Regions from separate parts of the Danio rerio genome. Here all the other regions are linked to region 2. Evidence: chromatin contacts called from public Micro-C data. All regions are on one chromosome and are shown on one strand. The core of a region is the stretch at or near the end of the contact, and the rest is flanking DNA. Distances in the headings are between cores, read along the strand shown.

Region 1 (2,700 bases), core at 114-2,613, 65 kb before region 2:
CAACAAATACATACAAAATAAATCTATTACTATTATTATAATTACTATTATTAAATTACATTAAATTGTAATTTTAAACTATATAATCACAAATAATTTCAATAAGGGGCAGATAAAATTGACCATAGTGTATGACTGTAAATGAAAGTATATGCATGTTTCCCAGTGATGGGTTGCAGCTGAAAGGGCATGTACATCGAAAAACATATGCTAGATAAGTTGACGATTCATTCCGCTGTGGTGATCCCTGATTAATAAAGGGACTAAGCCGAAAAGAAAATGAATGAATGAATGTGTGTGTGTATTGAACATAAAAAATTAAGTTGTCCCAATGAAGCCTCAAGAATTATGTTGTTTCAGCTAATTTTGCATAAGTAGTTTGAACAAGCAAAAAAATTTCTCTTTTGAGTGAAATTAAATATTTAAAATATCGACAGTATTTATTTTATAATGGATATAAATGAAACAACAAATATATTTTAAAATAAAAATTATCGATTATTATTATTATTAAGAAGTGATATTAAACAGTAATTTTATACTATATAATCACAAATAATTTTAATGACTAAACATCTCCAGTCATCTATAGACAACTCCTCCTGTATTTTAAAATCTTACTGGAAACAAATGCATTTTTGTTAATATATTATATATAATATGTACGTTTGTTGAGTGTTCATAACCACGAACCGCAATTTTTGACAACTAAAATCATGATTCAATATAAAAATACGTCATATAATTGAAAAAGACGCTACATTTGTATCTGTAACCGTAAATATTTGCTTTCTGCGATGTGATGAATCACACAAATCTGTCATGTGTTTGTATTTGCATTCAGATTTCATAAAGCTGGCTAAACACTGTTCTGTTCTCTCATCTGATGTTACCAGAAAGCTAATACGACAGGCAGAGGATGCTAAACCTGACGGCCAAATTCCCTCTCCTCACCTCTTACGACAAAGACAATGAACATCTTGGCAGACCACCAAAATCTGCTTCACCTCCGGCAGACTCTGAGCCCTGTCTCTGGGCAGAGGATGGTCCAAGAAAAGAGGGGGGGCGAATAAGGGGACAAGAGCTGCCACCCTAATCTCTCGGAAAGAGGCTTGTTCTGCGTGGGTTTATCCCGTCGAGAGTAAGGGAATCTGCCATGCTCAGTAAGCATGTATATCAGACCATCTCATGGCTCAATGGATGCTCCATGGGTGGTCAATACCGCCGTACCCTCTGCCGGACCGGCCCAGAATAGGATAATCTCTGCTTCTCGCTTTCTTTCAGGCCCATGTCTGGCCTCCTGGTGGCTGAGGTGCCTTGGCCCTGATCCCGGGTCAGTGTGGCTGGGCAGATTTCAGTAGGTGCACTGGAGCGCATTGGAGCAGAGCTTGAGCTGACAGTTAAAGGAAAACAATGGGAAGCAGGGCTGCCACCAGAGAAGCCTGATGTGCGTGCGTGTGTGTGTGTGTGTGTGCGTGTTTAGTGGATTCCTTCTCAAGGTAATGAACACTTTCTGGCCTAGCAAAAGTCACTGTTTGCGACACTGTTAAAAAACTATACAAGAGTTCTTCTGATGCAATATCATTCATAACTTCTTGATTTAATAGCTAATTCGTATCAATTTGTACATGTTAGTATGACTTGCTCATCCCCTAATGAAGTGTAGGCTCAAGGGTGTGGATTGGAGGCACGTCTCCTTTTTAAAATCGTACATTTTCATTCAAATGTAATGTCCGAATTAACCAACACAAAAATGAGTTATGTTTTCCTGTGAAAATGGGATGGTTGTTCACTGGGATCAGAGGTGGGTAGATTACTTGTGAATTGTAATCAGTAACTGATTACAAATTACATGACACAATTTTATAATATAATATTAATTTAGCAAACTGTAAAAAAATCAGCATTTTTAAAATGACCTAAAATAATGGGAGTTAAATTACAGAAATTTACCATTCGGTTCGTAAGATATGCTAGATCAATGAGTGCTGATTGAGTCGTGAAATGTGATTCATGGCCGATACCGATCTTTAGCAGATTGATCGTAGCATCTATAGTTATCATACATTTTAAATTGAAGATATTACATTAGCTGCACTGTAAAAAAAAATCCGTGATTTTACGTTTTTTTTTTCTGCAGCTGGGGTGGCGAAAAAACCCTGTAAAATAACGACCATTAAATTACAGAATTTTACCGTAGAATAATGATAAATGTCTGTAATTTAACGCCTGTTACTTAACGGTAAATTCTTGTAATTTAACGGCCTTTATATTACGTTTTGTCCGGCACCCCAGATTTATTTTTACAGTGCAGCTAATGTATTACCTTGGATAAAAAAATTATGATAACTAGTGAAGCTCCGATCGATTGGCCGGAGATCGGTATTGGCCGTTAATCAAATTTCACGACTCGTTCGGTACTTGTTAATCGCAAGTGTTTGTTTACAAGTTTACAAGCACAGGAAGATGCATCTGGGTTATGCGCCCGGGTTATTCATCAGCAGAGCTACAACGCATGAGCAATGTTTCCAAATTGCATCATTAGTCATTTTTCTTACCATTTTTTAATCTTTTTTATTTATTTTCTTTTTGTAAAGCTGTTTCTGACCATTTTATGTATGCAACATCCTTAATTTATTATCTTACACTGTAAAACTCAAAAAGTTAAGGTAACAAACCATTTGAGGAAACCGACTGTTA
Region 2 (2,761 bases), core at 222-2,721:
CCTTACAACAAGAAGGTTGCTGGTTTGAGCTCCGGTTGGGTCAGTTGGCATTTCTGTGTGGAGTTTGCATGTTCTCCTCGTGTTAGAGTTAGTATCCTCCAGGTGCTCCGGTTTCCCCCACAGTCCAAAGACTTGTGGTGTAGGTGAATTGGGTAAGGTAAAATTGTCTATAGTGTATGTGTGTGAATGAGTGTGTATGAATGTTTCCCAGTGATGGGTTGCAGCTGGGAGGAGCATCCGCAGCGTAAAACATGTTCTGGATAAGTTGGCAGTTCATTTCAGTGTGGTGATGCCAGATAAATAAAAGGGCTAAGCTGAACAGAAAATGAATGAATGAATGAATGAATAAAAGGTTCTTTGGAGAACCAAAAAAGGGAACCCAGTGGGATCACGGTGAAAACCCTGTTAGTTTCTTCCTGATACCTTTATTTTTTTAGAGTGAAAGTAGAACAAAGGTGCCAAAGTTTTCTATAGCCTAAATGTAGTTTTACAATGTTTTTGGTGAATGCAGCCCTAAAGACTTTCTACTGTAAAAAACTTGAACCAAATTCCCAAAATGCAAATCATTCCACATAAAGAATCTATGCAGTATAACACTGAGCAAGCAAAAATGTGCGCGCACACACACACACACACACACACACATATTTGGACTAGATCTGAATAGGTAAGATATGTTTATACTGCATTTTCCGGTACTTTTATCAGTATGTTCCATTTTGATGGGGGAAAAATAGCAGAAGACAGAATTCAGTACCACAAGAGTAGGTTAAGTTATTCAGATATCAGTCTTTTTTACAGTCGTAAAAGCAGCAGCTAACATAAAAACAAGTATGGTCTTGTTATAAACACAAAAACCTTAAATATTGCCGTTCTCTCTAAAAATAAAAAAGCTGTCAAATTGGTCATTTTCTAAATTTTGTAGGCTAGGCCTACTTTTGTAAAGGGTACTGCCACAGTGATGGCTTCTGTACATATCCTTTTGTTCTGAGAAACGTTTTAAAGGTTAGATTTCTTTGGGTTTCCTCAAAAGCAAAGTTTCTGGTAGACAAATGGGACTGCAGAAATCTAAAAAAAAAGCCCATAAAACACCAACAAATGCATAACTAAAAATAAATTGAAGTAGTTTAATTGAGAATTATTTCCCAACAGTGTCATTAACAAAAAAAAACTGAAAGGTAGATGATGTAAACTGTATACAAAAAGGCACTAGGCATTTTGCAGGTTTGTTTCTACAACACCTCTTCATTTGTCGTTGTACATCTTGACCCTCCCAGTTTTATTTCTGTCCTTGAAGAAAAGTAAAGACATTTACAGTTTTACCATGAGGACCAATCAAACAGTACATGCGTTACAGTTTGACCAATAGAACTACAGCTCTCATGCGGCTTCGACATGGTCCAATCAGAGCGAGCGACTGTTGCATACGTCATCAAAATACTCCTTCAGCTGTTCGAACACTCAAGTGTCACCACGAGAGCTTCTACATGGGACATAAACTCATTCATTAAACTCATCAATCGAAGATGGTTTGTATATTCACTTATTATGCCGTGTAATTGACTTGGTGGATTTACTCTCTTAAATGACAGATCTCGATAATTGTTGTTTGCATCTTCTGTTTTGAAATCATGTTAGCACAATGATAGCTTGCAGACTGCTTTATGTTAGACTGGTTAGAAGTATTTTAGTCTCACAACTCTTGTCTTAACGTTCTTTGCACCAATGCAATGCTACTGCAACGCTTTTATCCTTTAGAGATCATTAATATATATATTTTTGTTATATTGGGTAGTTAGCAATAGCATGTTAGCTAACTACCCATGCCTTCCTATGTCTTGGGGGTTTGCAATGCCACCACCTGCTCACTTTTGACAGCATGACTCTAGTGCTCATCTTGAGTGACTGGCACAGGCCCACGGCCACTGAGGTAAAGTTGGTTTTATATTCGTATTTTTGTTTATTTCACGGTCCATATATTGTTAACCACTCTAACTTAATTTGAATATTCAGTCTGAATTAGCATGCAAGTATAACTTGAAAACAACATTAGCACTATTTATTTGACTGTAAACAATGTTGTACTTTGATAGTAATTTAGTGCTACTATGACTTCACTATTTAGAAAGTATTACTTTTCAGAAATTATATTATTAAAGAGAATGTCTGAATGTAGAACCAACTTTACCTAAATCCCACGGCCAGTTTAGTAACGTTAGCGAAGTGTTGTAAACAAATTATAATACAATAAATAAAAATATTTTTGTTTAGAACATTTTGGGCTCCCGTGAGATTACTTTGTTATTACAAAATAAATTTTGTACCGTTAACTTACTTAAATAATTTGAGTGTTTTAACATATTTTTAAAGCATAACCGCTAGACTTAAAGCTAATATATGTTAAATACCACTCTAGTGTAATGAAATGACTAACTAACCTTGTCGTTTCAAACTACATTCAATCTTCAACTCCTGTCAGGTAAGCAGAAAAACGCGGTAGTTCACATGAGACGCGCAAGCATAAAGGAAAACATTGTTTACATTATATACACACATATATACGCACGTGTACGTCCGCCTAGAAGTAGTCCCACCGTTACCAGCATGATTTAGATCAGGGGGGTCCAAACTCGGTCCTGGAGGGCCAGTGTCCTGCATAGTTAAGCTACAACTTCTTTCAACACGCCTCCCTGGAAGTTTCTAGTATACCCAAAAGCTAGTTAAGGTGTGTTTAATTGGGGTTGTAACTAAAATATGCAGG
Region 3 (2,814 bases), core at 253-2,752, 130 kb before region 2:
GCAACTCTTTGTTAATAGTAAACTGATAAACTTTAATAAATACTGTAATGTTACTGTAAATTATGTTGGCACATTGTGATGACGTATAATTATAGCGTAGAGACCTGAAGCCTACTGAATAATTGCGTTTATTACTACAGTTTTGGCGTACCACAGCAACAATATAATTACTACGACAGTTTAATTAAAGTAATTATATGCTACCAAACACTATAGTATTTCCTATAGTATTTTTCATGTAGCGTAATAGCTTATACAGTATATTCCGCCTGGATGCAAATATTTTTTAGTTTAGTAGAAAACTCGGTTCTCTTCTTGATATAAGCATCATGCCAAACATATGTGCTTGTTTTCTATTTATATCTCCTTTGAAATATGCTATAAATCGCAAAATTACAGACTTTCCTCTATGTCTCCCATTCAGTTTTTTTACTTCCTGCCCTCCATCTGAATTTCACACGTCACTAGAACCACATGATTGAAAACAACCTATAGAGAAATAAATTAATTGAACGTTAAGATTGTCCTTGTTTATTTCAATTCATTTTCTTCAGTAATAATATAATTTATTAGACAACTTATTAAATTATAACATATATATTTATTATTAACTGATCACTTATAACTTCATTTAAGTTATTTTTAAGTACCAGAGGCTTCTAATTATTATTATTATTATTATTATTATTATTATTATTATTACATTCTCTATTTATTTTATTCAATTCATGTTTATTTCTATAGCGCTTTTACAATGTAGATTGTGTCAAAGCAGCTTAACATAAATGTTCTAGTAAATTGACAATGTGTCATTCCAGTTTTCAGAGTTGAAGTTAAGTTTAGTTCAGTTCAGTGTGGTTTATATTTCACTGCAGGATATTCAAACACTGAAGAGCAAATCCACCAATGTGCAGCTTAACAAGTATCAAACAAAGCAAGCCAATGGTGAGGAACAAACTTTACCAAATGATGGATGTAAAGGAAAAAAACCTTGAGGGAAACCAACCTCGTGAATGGCGTGACCATTTATTACTACTGATATTTTTTTAAACAACCTAACGGTGCGGGACAAACAGTAGACACAAAAAGCTGATTTAAAAGCGATGATTATAATTGAACATGTAAAAAAAGGGTATAAATTCAAAGCGCTGCTCATTCAAGTATAAAAAAAAAACACTGTGTATACTACTTCCCCAAAACTACCTTTCCTGCACTGTCCACTAGAGGTCCTCCTACGCCCACCATTTGCACATTTTGTAAACAAACACTTAAAGGAGTCACTCCTCAAGGAAGCTCCATAAGAACTTTCAAAATGCCACTCAACACAAAAACAAACCATTTTTCAAGAAAGATTAGACTCATAACACGCTCCAAACGCAAATCAGCTCTAACCACCGAAAGCTGAGAGTGGTGTCATGTTGACGACTCTTAAGGACAGTAGTGCTTCACCCAGAGCGGGTCTACAGCCCCTCCTAAGGGACCAAGGAGGAGGAGGGGGATGGGATGGCTAGCGGCCAGGCTATTGTGTGCACTCCGTCCTCAACTTTCACGGCAGGCAAGCCGCTCGCATATCAACAAAGACACCCTCTTTCATGCTTCGTCCATTGGTAGGTCCAAACTGGAGAGTGTCGGCAGGGGCAGCTGGGAAATCTAATTGAGGCTTTCAGCTGCTTGTATAACAGGACATTACTAAGATCAATGGAGAAATCAGCTTCTTGTGTGTACAAAATGATTCTTAAAATGTGGTGATTGAGTCTAAGGGTTGGGGTTTTGGAGTCTTTCTGATACTGGTTCAAGTAGTTTCTGACATACTATTTATATTGACATGCTCATGGTTTAGAGTGTCTGGTCTCTAACCATTCCAGAGCAGAAAAGTTTTGTTAAACTCTAATACTAACTCTGCTCTTCTCAAAAAGAGACAAGTTATGCTTAGGGTTAGTAGGAGTAGGGGTAAAGAAAAACTGACGCTATGGCAAGTGCATTGCATTCCCCAGTATGTCCAAACATGTAAAAATGTGTACAATAGAGTGACTCGGCTACTGACAGAGATGAATGAAATCAAGGGATTTATTTCCTCAAAAAGAACCAATCAGAATACTAGCAGTTGCTAGTCTTTCAGGTAACTGTGCACAACAACAAAAGTTCTAAAGTGCTTTGAGAAACATTGAGATGAACAATGTTTGTTTTTAGACTGGTTATAGTGAGGTAAACAACACGTAGCGGGATTATGTCACCGTCCCCCAAGTCGGTAGAAACACGTGGCCAGTTTGTGACTGGCTCCAGTTTGTTTGGTCAAAAAAACAGGCTTTGCCTTCAGAATAAGAACCATTCTGATAAACAATTACAAGTCATTCTCGTTCCTAGATACAACTAAAGTTCTTTTACTACTTGCATATTTTATCACTCTGTAATGTTTTAATTCAGACTGGTGAAATAGTAGCATGCATACAATGCTAGGTTGGTCAAAGTGGTGATGTTCCAAGTTGCTTTGGTTTCGACACACACTAGCCTAGATCTAAAGAGTGCTTTAAGGCCTACAAGTCATTGCTATTCAAATAGAGGGTTTTACACCTGTAGAATGTCTGCTTGTCTCTGAAACGGGGATTAAATCTTACATTGTTTGCTTTCTCAAGGATTTAGAATTTTTTTTGAGGTATATTGGGATAGGACAGTACTGAGACAGCAAGGAAAGGGAGATACAGGGACGAGGGATGGGATTAGCAAAGGTTCATTAGCTGGGGCTCAAACCCAAGACACCCAAAAGCAACAACGCTATATGTTGGCGCACAGCCTGCAAGGCTATTGACAAACAGC

What was found. A called contact is a pair of places that touch in the nucleus more often than the background predicts.
Region 1: a Micro-C map of caudal fin shows a contact between it and region 2, with 4 times the contacts expected there. The contact joins the enhancer-like site here to the promoter of tmem161a in region 2. A contact is called at or near these places in 8 of 18 Hi-C or Micro-C datasets (caudal fin, embryo, hematopoietic stem cells and 2 more) and 1 of 4 datasets of contacts at active chromatin or transcription factors (embryo).
Region 3: a Micro-C map of caudal fin shows a contact between it and region 2, with 2.5 times the contacts expected there. The contact joins the enhancer-like site here to the promoter of tmem161a in region 2. A contact is called at or near these places in 3 of 18 Hi-C or Micro-C datasets (caudal fin, embryo and hematopoietic stem cells).

What each region holds. Positions count from the first base shown.
Region 1 is chr22:17,999,609-18,002,308 of GRCz12tu, reverse strand. No RefSeq gene overlaps it. Among named protein-coding and RNA genes, the nearest start is that of gatad2ab, 13 kb to the left of the region's middle. Within about 2 kb of position 1,363, at least 6 of the 62 cell types and tissues checked have an H3K27ac peak or open chromatin away from gene starts, as enhancers often do.
Region 2 is chr22:17,934,490-17,937,250 of GRCz12tu, reverse strand. tmem161a (transmembrane protein 161A) reads left to right here and starts at 1,471. Exons shown (of 12, transcript NM_001044317.1): 1 at 1,471-1,529. The coding sequence starts at 1,527.
Region 3 is chr22:18,061,074-18,063,887 of GRCz12tu, reverse strand. All of the region lies in intron 2 of gatad2ab (GATA zinc finger domain containing 2Ab), which reads right to left. Among named protein-coding and RNA genes, the nearest start is that of tssk6, 19 kb to the left of the region's middle. Within about 2 kb of position 1,502, at least 51 of the 62 cell types and tissues checked have an H3K27ac peak or open chromatin away from gene starts, as enhancers often do. A contact at or near this core is called in caudal fin, where this site is marked.